Linked DNA regions of Ovis aries: all the other regions are linked to region 1. The links are chromatin contacts, called in public Hi-C maps. All regions are on one chromosome and are shown on one strand. The core of a region is the stretch at or near the end of the contact, and the rest is flanking DNA. Distances in the headings are between cores, read along the strand shown. Region 1 holds the start of DUSP16 (dual specificity phosphatase 16). Region 2 holds the start of BORCS5 (BLOC-1 related complex subunit 5). Region 3 holds the start of CDKN1B (cyclin dependent kinase inhibitor 1B).

Region 1 (3,785 bases), core at 813-3,312:
AGCAGGCAGTCGAATTTTAGGTTTCCTGTGAGAGCGTAGGTTAGTAATTAACTTTGGAGCTGCAGTAACATCCCCCGACCACCAGAGGACAGCGTGCCGCGGAAGAGATCTCGCCCCTGCAGAAGGCTTAACGAGGTCAAAGGCATAGGCAGAAAGTCGGTTCTGCATCTGTGGCCTTCAGCTTCTTTAACTGCCTCAAGGGCTCCCTCGCGCTCTCCTCTCTAGATGGACTCCTTTTCCTCTTAAAAAAGATGGGCCGGAAGTTCCTAGAGGCTTACTCTAATACTGATCTTAAATGATTATAGAAACGAATGGGCTTTAGCTGCAGGATTTAAAGGCAAAAAAGAAGTATGACAAGTTCGCTTTTCTAACAATCCTCATCCCCCATTCCAACATGCTTCTCAGTTATTTTGGCAATCCAAAAAAAAAAAAAAAACAAAACAAAAAAAAAAACCAACCAAAAACAAACCCACAGAAAACAAGACGACAAAAAGCCTCAGGCAATGTCCAAACGGACATTTCCCAACAAAGATGTCTTCGGGGAACCAACGTCCCAAATCTAGTTCATTGCAAATGGAATATTTTATTCTTACACACAAATTCTGGCTCATGAAGCAGTCCACTCGGAGTGTGCTTTTCCGTCATTAATCACATCTCTGTTATGTGATATCCACGTGAGTACTTCTCAGTAGAAGCAGCTTCATGCTCAGATGCTCAAAGAACACTAGAATAAAGCTCCGATTGTCCTACTCAGTGATTCCAAATCCTCGTGTGTCACCAGCTCAGGTCTCTATTTCCCAAAGTGTGTAATGCCGTTTCAAAACAAAGCTATTTCAATCCCAATTTTAAAAGGCACGAAGTGTGTAAAGTAAAATCAACGGGGGTCTTGCACCTCCCAAAAGGTGAACCTCTGGTCTGACTTACAGACGATTCTGTGCTGCCCAAGCACAGGGCACACAGTGCTTGAAAAGGACACACTTTTCAAGAGCGTGTTAGGCTACTCGTGCTCGTTACATTTACAAATGTAAATAAAAATAAGTAAAGAGAAGCACAGTAAAATCATAAATGTTAGGAGCATTCTGGTGGGGGCTTTCTATGACAAACAGAGGGAGAGCTGACGCCTGACCACCTGAGCGTGATTTTTCTTAAATTACCTGTAACTTATCTCTCCTAGAGCCCGCAGTGTCCTGCATTTTGGACTCGTCACTTTTAAAAGATTGTAATTCTCTCAAATCATTGTTTGCTTTTCTTCACCCTGGGGAGGCAGCTGGAAACAGCCCAAAGAGGAGGAAAAGGCTCTGCGCCTCGCTGGGGCGGGAACCCTGAAATACCTGTTGGGGCGCAGCCCTACGCGGCCGAGACCCGGCTCGAGGGTCGGGGATCGGGGGCCCCGGGGGCAGCCGGCGCAAGGGCGCGGAAGGAGGAGGCCGCGGGGCCGCCTCCCCCGGCCACCCGGCTCCTCCCAGCGGCGCCCGCGGAACCTGCCCCGGAGTCGCCGGGCCCCGGAACGGAACGTGACCCGACCCCTCCCCGAGCGGCCGCGACCAGGCGCCGAGCCGCGCTCCGGGTTCGGGCGGGCGCACGGCCCCGCCCGTCGCCCACCGCCCTGCCCTCGCCTGTCTCCTCCTTTCCCCGGGGCTCCGCTGAGTTCATTCACTGGGATTGGTTTCAAGTGACGCCATCTCTTTATTTTTAAACCAATGACCTCATCCGCGCTTGAAGTTTCCTGACCAGCGACTCTTTCTCTTTCCCCCCAACCCCCCACCCCACCCCCCCCCCCGCCTTTCCCCCTCTTTCTGGGTATCTCTGTTTGGGGCGGGGGGGCTCTGATCAGTTTTCCAAACAACTATCATCACCTCTCCCGACCCCCTCCGCGTCCCCCCACCTCCCCAGGTTCCTCGCCCCTTTCAACAGTGTTTTTTCAAGGCTGATCGGGGGGTTAGTTGGGGGGGGGAGAGAAAGAGTGAAGAAAAGTTGCAAACGTCTCCTCGCTTCCTAAGCCTCCCGCCCCCACCCGCCCCTCCGAGCAGGAGAAGATAATATAGTGAAAAGAAGAGGAGGCGGAGGAGAGCGCGACGGGACGGACGCGGGCGGGAGCGCAGCAAGCCCTCCCGGCTCCGCCGCGGCGCCTCGCGGGTCCGGGAGGCGAGGGGGCCCCGCGGGGAGACGCCGTGACAACTTTCGTTTCCCCCCCGCCCCCCCGAGGGAGCCGCGAGGTCTGCGGCCCCGAAAGTAAGTGGGCGCGCGGACGGCGGGGCGGGTGGGCGCGGGGCCGGGCTCCCGCCGCGCCGGCAGCATGGACGCCGGTCCCCGCGTCCCGCCGGCGCTGCCCTCCGGGCGGCCGGGCCCGGGGTCGAGGGCGGGGTGGGGGCGATCGCGGCCCCGAGGGGCGAGCGCGTGGGAAGCGGAGGCGCGAGGGGTGTGTGTGTTGGGGGGGGGGCCGGCCCGGCCCGCGCGGGGTCGGGGCGGCGGCGGCGGGTGCGCGGGCTCGGGCCGAGCGGGCCGGGCGGCCGGCTGCCGCCGCCAGGAGCCGCCGCCGGACGCGGTCCCTTCGCGGGCCAAGCTGCTCACTTCCAGGCGCGACTGTTACACAACTCGCCTGCCAAGAGGGGCCCCGGCCTGACTGTCCCCATTATCCCCAGCTCGCCTTCCATGTGAGCGGCTGGGCCACCTGAGTGGTGACCGGGCTGCGCTTTTCAACCCACTCGCTTTTCCTCCGGGGACCCCCCCTCCCCCCGAGGCCGGGTATTGGGGGACCCGGTGCGCCAGGGACTTTTTCTTTATTTACACCAACCGTAAAACGTGAGAAAGGAAGAAGCCCCGGGAGATGAGCGAAGGTCTGTGTATATCATGTGCAGTTTCATGGAATGAAACACAGGGGAGGAAAATATTTATGCAAAACGGAAGTTTTCAGGTGCAGCTGCGTTTATTTCCTTGAAATTACAACAGCAACTACACGGTTATTGTGTTTTCTCACTTGAGAAAACTACAAATAGATATGTAAATGAATGGATCCTGCAAAATCCTAAGGAAATGTATCAAACCTCAACTTCAACCGTCCTAAATAATAATCCTAGGAGTCTCAACTCGTTTGGAGAAAGCACACCTCCAATCAGACCGTGATGAATAAAGTGGAGAGAGGAAAAACCTGTTACATAATCTCATTTGCCGTGGGGTTGCAGTACCGGCCCCTGAAATCAAGGGGAAGTGAGTTAAGATGCAGGGTTTTTAAACCTCTCTGAAGGTTTTATTTACCCACTCTCCCGGCTGCCTCTTGTGCTTTAAAAGATTATAAGTAAATACTCTGCTCTTACAAGGGAACCAAACCTATCAAACCTGTTTAGAAAATGACCAGGTATGTTTCTTTCCTTTTTCCTGTGTGTGTGTGTGAAATTTACCATCCATGAAAGACCTTATGACTAGTATTTGGGGAACCTAGACTGTCAGAAAATGCGTCTTTAAGCCACTCATCTTTTGAGCGCACATAGGTGACAACTGTTTTCCTCAGAGGATTTGTACTATTCTGAACTCCATCAAGAAAAGAGATTTTTGAAGTTAAGGTAAATTTTTAAAAGAAGGAAAGAATTCTTACCTGTTGAATCAGTCATTTGTGAATTATTTATTTTTCCTTGAGAAATGATGTGTATGGGTGGACAAACAGCTTGGGAGGCCGTAGTTAATTGAGACTTGTGCTGCAGCCTGGAGAAGGTACATTGAAAAACTAAGAATTTGGGGCTTTGTCGGGGTATATTAGTCAAAGTGTGACTAGGCATCCTGACTTTGTT
Region 2 (3,785 bases), core at 786-3,285, 200 kb after region 1:
AGAACCATCCTGCCTCCTGCAGGCTAAAGTCTCTGGAGACTTGGCCTTCACTCTTAGAATCTCAGCTGCTTTCACTGCTCTTCAAGAAATCTCTCTTAGCCTCTTTTGGTAATTTACCTAATGTTTTTACAAACCTCAAGCCAGAAATCTTTCCTGGGACAAAGTGATTCCTCCATCCCCAGACTCCAGAGGATAACAGACTTCACTAGATTCTAGGTAGCCTCTACTGCTGCTGCTAAGTCACTTCAGTCATGTCCGACTCTGTGCGACCCCACAGACGGCAGCCCACCAGGCTCCTCCGTCCATGGGATTTTCCAGGCAAGAGTACTGGAGTGGGGTGCCATTGCCTTCTCCAAGGTAGCCTCTACTACTTGTCTGTAAAATGGGGCTACTGAGAGGATTAAACATGAACACATGTGATGCACTTAGCCTATACTATTTGGCAGTATTGGTTAGTATGCTCTGGTACTGGTCAGAACCCATGCTGTTGGTTAGAAGGCGAACAAGCCTATTAAAAAGATGACATACTTCTTGCAAAACATGATTCTGGCCTGACCCAGAGGCAAGAAAGTAAAGGATAACAATTATTGCCGTATTTGTTATAAGATACTGCATTCTGGATCTTCCAAAGAAATAAAAATGTAGCCATAGATACTGTTCACAGTTAAAAGCTATCTCAATCTAGCCCCCAGAATGGTCTGAACTAGCCTTGAAGGTCACATTTCAGTGACCTTCTCTTAACTTCTACATTTCTGAATTACACGTCCTACCAAGGTCAGAGCAGTCCTATTTATGACCAGAACCCTTTTTAGGCCCCAGTTATAAGCCAGTTTGGATTAACCACTCCAGAGCTTATTATCCAGGGCAGCCCCAGTGGTCCCAGGGTTTAGTGTGTAGCAAATAAAAAAATAAAGGCAAAAACGATCCTCAATTAAGCATCAGCTGTTTGAGCGCTCACTACAGGAACAAAAATCGTCCCATTTCTACATTAAACTCGAAGAGAAATCTAAAAAATACGGATGCGGAAAGAGTAGGGCAAAACATCAGAACTTGCCTTCATGGCCAACTTCTATATGAGAAAGGGAGCCGAGACACCTTCCGATGGGAAGATGCAGTTTCTGGACATGTTCGCAGGCAAGGGTTCAAAGCGATTGTACACTTGTCACACGCCTCTTCTCAAAAGGAATTTCTAGGACCCACTTTTAAGGACGAATCTGTTCTTTGAGGTTCTATGACCCATCCACTGTGCGACCCCAATCTCACCCTGCCAGGCATGAATACTAAAGCCAAATATTAATTAGATCGTCTTTCAAGGAGTAAGCTGCAGCTGAGACGAATAGCTGTTCTGAAAATCAAAAATGGGCTTGGGCGCCCACGCTGGTTTAGCTTGCAATCACAGCACTGGTTTCCATCGGGGGAATTAAGGCTAGGACAGATGATGGCTTTTTTTTTTTTTTTTTTTTGCTCTTTTAAGAAAAAAGCACGGCGAGGGCTTTCTGTGCGTTCCTGTCCGCCAGCCCCAGTCCCCAGCAGGGAAGGCAGCCCGCCCGGCATGCAGGCAGGGCTGGCTGGAGAAGGGTGAAAGTAGTTAGGACACCGACCTGAGGAGTTCAGATCGTTGGGTCGGCTCTCGGCCTCGGAGCTCTGCTCACTGCCCATGATGCCGGCAGCGGTGGCAGCAGAGGAACGACGGAACGGGCGGCGACCGCTCAGGCGGAGGGGCGACAGAGCAGGGAACGGGGGACCGAGATGCAGAGGCTACACCGGCTGCGATGTGGGGATTGCGCGCCCAGCCCACGCGGGGGCGCGGACGGTGGGGGACGAAGAGGCCCTATTTGGGGAAAGGCTTGCAGGGAAGCACCGCGGGGATGCACGCCGCTCGCCCGCCCGCCTTCTTTGGGGAAACCAAACGCAAGGAGGCGGGTGAACGCCGGGAACCAGCCACGCCTGCGACCCGCGGGCGGCGCCGCAATCACTCACTCGCTCCAGGGCCCGCAGGTTCGTTCCTTCCGCGACGCGGATTGGCAGCGACGGCTGCGCTCGGCGGTCAGTTCCGGGTTAGAGTGCCCCGCCCCCTGCCCGAGGGAGGGCAGGGAGACTCAAGCTACCCAGTACAGCGGGCGCAGCCTTAAAGGGCCAGATCGCCTCAAGTGCAGAGCCGCTCGTAAGATTGAGTTGGTTGCTATGGTAGTGATGCGAGTCACCTTTAAGCATCATCTATACGCTAGGCAAGTTACCTCTATAGTTGGAAATTTACTAATAGGTTTTTGAGGGAGTTGTTTTTACCTCAGTTTGCGGTTTTTTTTTTTTTAACGTATTGCTCTTTTTCATTTTTTAAAATGACATTTGTTTATATTTATGTTTGGTTGTGCTGGAGGGCTTTCTCTAGCTGTGTGGTACAGCGGCTACTCTTTACTAAGGGGCCTGCTGGGCTTCTTATTGAGGTGACTTCTCTTGTTGCACAGCTTGGGCTCTAGATCACTGGTTCAGTAGTTGTGGTGTTGTCCTACATGTAGGATCTTCCCAGACCAGGGATTGAACCCCTGTCCCCTTGCATTGATTGGCAGATTCTTTACCACTAAGCCACTGTGCTATGCTTAGTCACTCAGCCCTGACCGACTGTTTGCGACCCCATGGACTGTAACACACCAGGCTCCTCTGTCCATGGGGATTCTCCAGGCAAGAATACTGGAATGGGTTGCCATGCCTTCCTCCAGGGCATCTTCCCAACCCATTGATCTAGCCTAGGTTTCCTGCATTGCAGGCAGATTCTTTACCATCACAGCCACTAGGGAAGCCCTTTTGATATTTTTAAAAATTGAAATGTAATTGACATACAACATTATATTAGTTTCAGATGTATGACTCGATATTTGCATATGTATGCTGCAAAATTTTAAATCCTCTTTTACAGATGGAAAAAGAGAGGTGCTGGATAGACTTAGGTTTGGAATCCACATCAAAGCACAAAGTTCCTATTTTAGTTCCCAAAGCTGGGAGTTTGGCAGTGGCAACCATACAAAAAAAAAGAGAAACACTAGATGGTGAAGGAAGGAGCTGGAAATGAGAGACGAATGAATAGAAAATGCTGATTCTTGTGTTAGGGTGTTTGTGCATCTTCAAAAGAAAGTGGATGCCCCAGGTCTACTTTCTGGGAACCTTGACGTTTACCCACAGGCATTCTGAAAGTAGAAAAGGCAAGAAGGAAGTAGAGATAGTGTGTAACAGAGACTGTCAACTTTGGCAGGTCAAGGATGTCAAGGTAGCAATGCTTTCCCATTCAGGAGTTGGGTGGCTATGGCATTTTCAGAACTTTACAGATAGTATTGTTTGTTTCGTGAAATTTTAGCTAATGCCCTGAGTTTTCAAATCAACTATGATTTCATTATACATATATTTACAAATTGAGTCAAAATCTAATTTTTTTAATTTTTTAAAACTTTTTATTTTATATTGGTGTATAAGCCAATTGGGCTTCCCAGGTGGCACAAGTGGTAAAGAACCCGCCTGCCAGTGCAGAAGACATAAAAGCTGCGGGTTTATCCCTGGGTTGGGAAGATCCCTGAAGGTGGTCATGCCAACCCACTCCAGTATTCTTGCCTGGAGAATCCCATGGACAGAGATGCCTGGTGGGCTATAGTTCATAGGGCTGCAAAGAGTCAGACACAAGTGAAGTGACTTGGGTGATTAACAATGTTTTAATAGTTTCAGATGGACAGCAAAAGTACTCAGCCGTATATATACACGTATCCATTCTCCCCTGCAAACTCCCTTCTCCTCCAGAC
Region 3 (3,785 bases), core at 829-3,328, 130 kb before region 1:
GATGGAGGCAGACCCCTGCTCTTGGTCAGATGGAAAAAGAACCTATTGTTCTGGACATGTTTTGATGGCACCTTCAGGGAACTGACCTTCCTACTCACGGAGCCTTGGTTACAAGAACTTGCCTGGGACACTTGCTCTGATCAGTTGGTGCTTCAAAGGAAAATAATCTCAGGAGGTGAAAACTGGGAAGAACTATAGTACCTCCCCACTGATTCCCAGTCTTCCCCATTCCTACCTTTTTGTCCTCCCAAAGCATAAAACAAAAGCCCCCAAGTTTTCATCGGCCAGCCCCCACTGAGATCGGGTTATCTTGGGGCTTGAAAGCCCACCAGTTCCTGCAACCCAACTGGGGTGTCACTTATTTGCTCCAAGTCATCAACCCACCGAGTGGTTTACGTCTGACGCCTTCTGAGGCCAGGCTTCTTGGGCGTCTGCTCCACTGAACCGGCGTTGGGGGAACCGTCTGAAACATTTTCTTCTGTTCTGTTGGCTCTTTTGTTTTGAGGAGAGGAATCTAAGGGCAAGAGGGAATTTTTAAAAAGAACACACACAAACAATCTTTATTAGAAAAAAACAATGGCCGACAGAAGTGAGCCCAAGAGTCAAGGGACAAAAAACCCACTACCTCCACCCACAATCTTGGGTCCGTCATTCCCAGTGGCCTTTAAGGGCACAAAATGAAGTTGTTTTCACATAACAGAAAGTGTATTTTCTACGCTTCAAAGCTCTCTCTCCAAAGCGAAGAAGGAGGCAGTTGATAAACATCCCAACATTGTCACATACCTACCGCTGTCTAGCTGGGAGGAGCCGCGATGTTTTCAGTTAGAGAAATGATCAGATAACACAATCTCAAGCTTCTGACTTAAAAGTCATAAACAGACAAGCAGGCAACTAAATAAATAGCATGTACTCATGTACCTCAAAGTAGGAAAGTGCGCTCCCCCCACCTCCGCCCCAAAAGCTAAGTCAGAACGCGCTGAAAAGAAAGCTGCGGTTAAAGACCCTCAAGCAGGGAAAGGAGCGCGGCAGACAGAGACAGACATTTTAGGCATCGGAAAGGGTCATTACCATCTGCGGCAGGTCGCTTCCTTATCCCGGGGCACTGCTCCGCTAACCCGGTCTGGCTGTCCGGGGCATCAGTCTTCTGATCGACCAAATGCGTGTCCTCTGGGTTTGCCTGAGACCCAAGTAAAGGCACCGCCGGGCGGGCCCCGCTGGCATCCTGGCCTTCCTGCGCCGGCACCTTGCAGGCGCCTTTGGGTGGCCGCGGGGGTCTGTAGTAGAACTCGGGCAGGTTGCCCTTTTCTACCTCCTGCCACTCGTACTTGCCCTCCAGGGGCTTGTGATTCTGAAAATCAAAATTCCACTTGCGCTGGCTGGCCTCTTCCATGTCTCTGCAATGCTTCTCCAAGTCCCGGGTTAACTCTTCGTGATTGACCGGGCCAAAGAGGTTTCTGCAAGCCGAGGGCTTGGGGTACTCCGCCTGTCTGGCGTCCATCCGCTCCAGGCTCGGGCTCCCGTTAGACACTCGCACGTTTGACATCTTCCTCCCAGGGGGTGGGGTGGGGGTGGGGGGTCTCGGCGACTGAGGCTCTTGCGCGCGCTCTCTCTCTCTCGCCAAACAAAACCGAACAAAACAAAACGCCCCGACCCAGCCCGAGCCCCTCTTTATAAGCCCTGCGCCGGCCCCTGGAGCCAAGAGAAACAAACGCGAGCCGAGTCAGCGCCCGAGCGTCTAGGCGCGCACGGGGCTGGGGGAGGGGGCGAGGGGCAGCCCCCCGGGGCCAGGCAGCCCCGATCCCGGCCGATCAAGCGGGAGGGCGGGGAGCGGAGGGGAGGGGAGCCGAGCGCCGCCGAGACAGGAGGGGGCAGAGCCGCTCCGAGTCCGGGCCGCCGCGAGCCCGCGGGTCCCGCCGCCCGAGCGCCGTCTCCAAACCTTGCGGGCGTCGCGGAGTCGCGGAGCGGCGAGAGAGTGAGCCCAGAGGAAAGCGGGGAGGAAGGAAAAAAAACACCCCCGAAAAGACGAGCCCCCTTTTTGGAGTTGCCCAATATGGCGGTGGAAGGGAGGCTGACGAAGGAGAAGATGATTGACACCGCGAGTCTATTTAAACAGAGGAGGAGATCATTGGTCGCGGCGCCGGGAGCCGCCCCGCCGAGGCTGGCGAGCTCGGCCTTAAGGTGGCCCCGCCGCGCCTCCCCGCCTCCCGAGCGCGCCGCCGCCGCCGCCGAGCGCGCGGCCGGGACCCGGGGCTGGTCGCGTGACTGCGGGAGGCGCACGGCTTGCCAGCAGACCTGCTCCGGCTGGCCTAGGAGAAATTACAAATAAGACAAACGAGCTCGCCAAACGGCCGGGGAGCCGGGGAGGGGCCTGGGCAGCGGGGCCGGCCGGCGGGTGTTCTGATCCCGGGCGCTGCGCGGACCCGCGCGCCACTGCTCCGGAGCCCCGACCTCCCCGGCTCCTCGCCCGGGAAAGCGGGGGAGAGTTCCAAGGTGCTCGGCCGCCGGTGGTGGTACCCTTGGCTGGCGATCTTGTTTGCGCTGCACTCACCGAGCGGGGGATGGGGGGACGCAGGGTGGGAGCTCGGCCCCCTAGCTGGGCTCCCCCCCGGGGGCCCCCAATCGCTCACATGGCGGGGGAGGCGGGGAGCCCCTCGGCCTGGGTGCCTTAAGCTGGAGGTGAGCAGTGGTTAGTTCAGCCTTAACCTAGAAGTCTGCTATTTCTAGGGGAGGTTAGGGGCTTAGGTGAGAAGCCTAGGAGGACGTCTTTCTGTAAATTACCCTGGAATAGATGCAGTCTTTATTATGTATTCTGAACCCAAGGTTTCTCTCAATAAAAAATAAGAAAGGATTGCAAGATCAAAAAGTCAACTGATCTCCCAAGTCCCTAATAAACTTTGTAGCTGTCTCAGACACATTTAGTTTAAAAAAAAAAAAGCGAGGTTAGATCCCTGGCCCAGGTTCTTGCCTCCCAAGTACAGTTCACTGACGTGGGCTGCGTGTGGGAACTCGTCTCCTCTTTGTATTTTTCAATTCTTTGCCGGGTTGTAGCAGTTTCCTCTACCTGAGTCCAGCCGCCAAACACAACAGCTTCTTCCTTCCTCCACCCTTCTCTCCCACCAGACTCAACTTCTTGGAACCCACCCAGAACACCATTCAGATGCAAGTGACTGACGCTTTTAAAGGGCGGCGGATCTTCTAAGAGTGAAAGGAATCGGAAAGTCCGGATTGCGAAGTGATTTCTAAAGCAACCACAACCGTGTCCTCACGTCTGAGATTGTTCGGTTGGTCAGAAAGTTCGTTCGGAGTTTTCCAGGCGATCCTACGGAAAAGCCCAAACGAGCTTTTTGGTCAACCCAGTATTTCGGCATTTCTCTGCTCCCCTTTGCAACTTGACATTTACCTAACTGTGCTCCTGAGCAAGGTGATGGAAGTTAAAACAGGATGGACAGGCTGTTATATCTGAAACAAAGGGTCTTTAACTGCCCTCCCTATCCTTCTTTTGTTCTGGATCAAAGTTACACATTTTACTGGAAAGTAATCTCCGGTTCTAACAGTGCCCAACAGCAATTGTGCACAACAGTTTTCTTAGGCATCTATGCTACAGGTGAGTTTGACATTTAACTTGTTTTCTTAACCCACATAGTATTTGCCCACTTTGTGTGCCTTCCTTGCTTCAGACATTCCAGAATGTAGGAGTTAGGAGGAACCTTGGAAACCCTGTGGTTCAACCTTCTCTTTTAACCATTGAGGAAACTGAGACTCAAGAGAGGTTTCTCTGGGTTATT

The links. Hi-C and Micro-C count contacts between places; a contact is called where the count stands out from the background.
Region 2: a contact with region 1 is called in a Hi-C map of hypothalamus, with 3 times the contacts expected there. The contact joins the promoter of BORCS5 here to the promoter of DUSP16 in region 1. A contact is called at or near these places in 10 of 16 Hi-C or Micro-C datasets (blood, hypothalamus, liver and 4 more).
Region 3: a Hi-C map of hypothalamus shows a contact between it and region 1, with 4 times the contacts expected there. The contact joins the promoter of CDKN1B here to the promoter of DUSP16 in region 1. A contact is called at or near these places in 3 of 16 Hi-C or Micro-C datasets (hypothalamus, muscle and tail adipose tissue).

What each region holds. Positions count from the first base shown.
Region 1 is chr3:202,912,316-202,916,100 of ARS-UI_Ramb_v3.0, forward strand. DUSP16 (dual specificity phosphatase 16) reads left to right here and starts at 2,063. Exons shown (of 8, transcript XM_042247513.2): 1 at 2,063-2,232. LOC114113666 (a long non-coding RNA gene) reads right to left here and starts at 1,483. Exons shown (of 2, transcript XR_003588532.3): 1 at 1,332-1,483; 2 at 1-25.
Region 2 is chr3:203,107,838-203,111,622 of ARS-UI_Ramb_v3.0, forward strand. BORCS5 (BLOC-1 related complex subunit 5) reads right to left here and starts at 2,036. Exons shown (of 4, transcript XM_012175341.4): 1 at 1,981-2,036. The coding sequence starts at 1,981.
Region 3 is chr3:202,780,972-202,784,756 of ARS-UI_Ramb_v3.0, forward strand. CDKN1B (cyclin dependent kinase inhibitor 1B) reads right to left here and starts at 2,079. Exons shown (of 3, transcript XM_004006850.6): 1 at 1,069-2,079; 2 at 385-514. The coding sequence starts at 1,543. The coding sequence ends at 393. LOC105611784 (a long non-coding RNA gene) reads left to right here and starts at 2,247. Exons shown (of 4, transcript XR_006059426.1): 1 at 2,247-2,490; 2 at 3,121-3,604.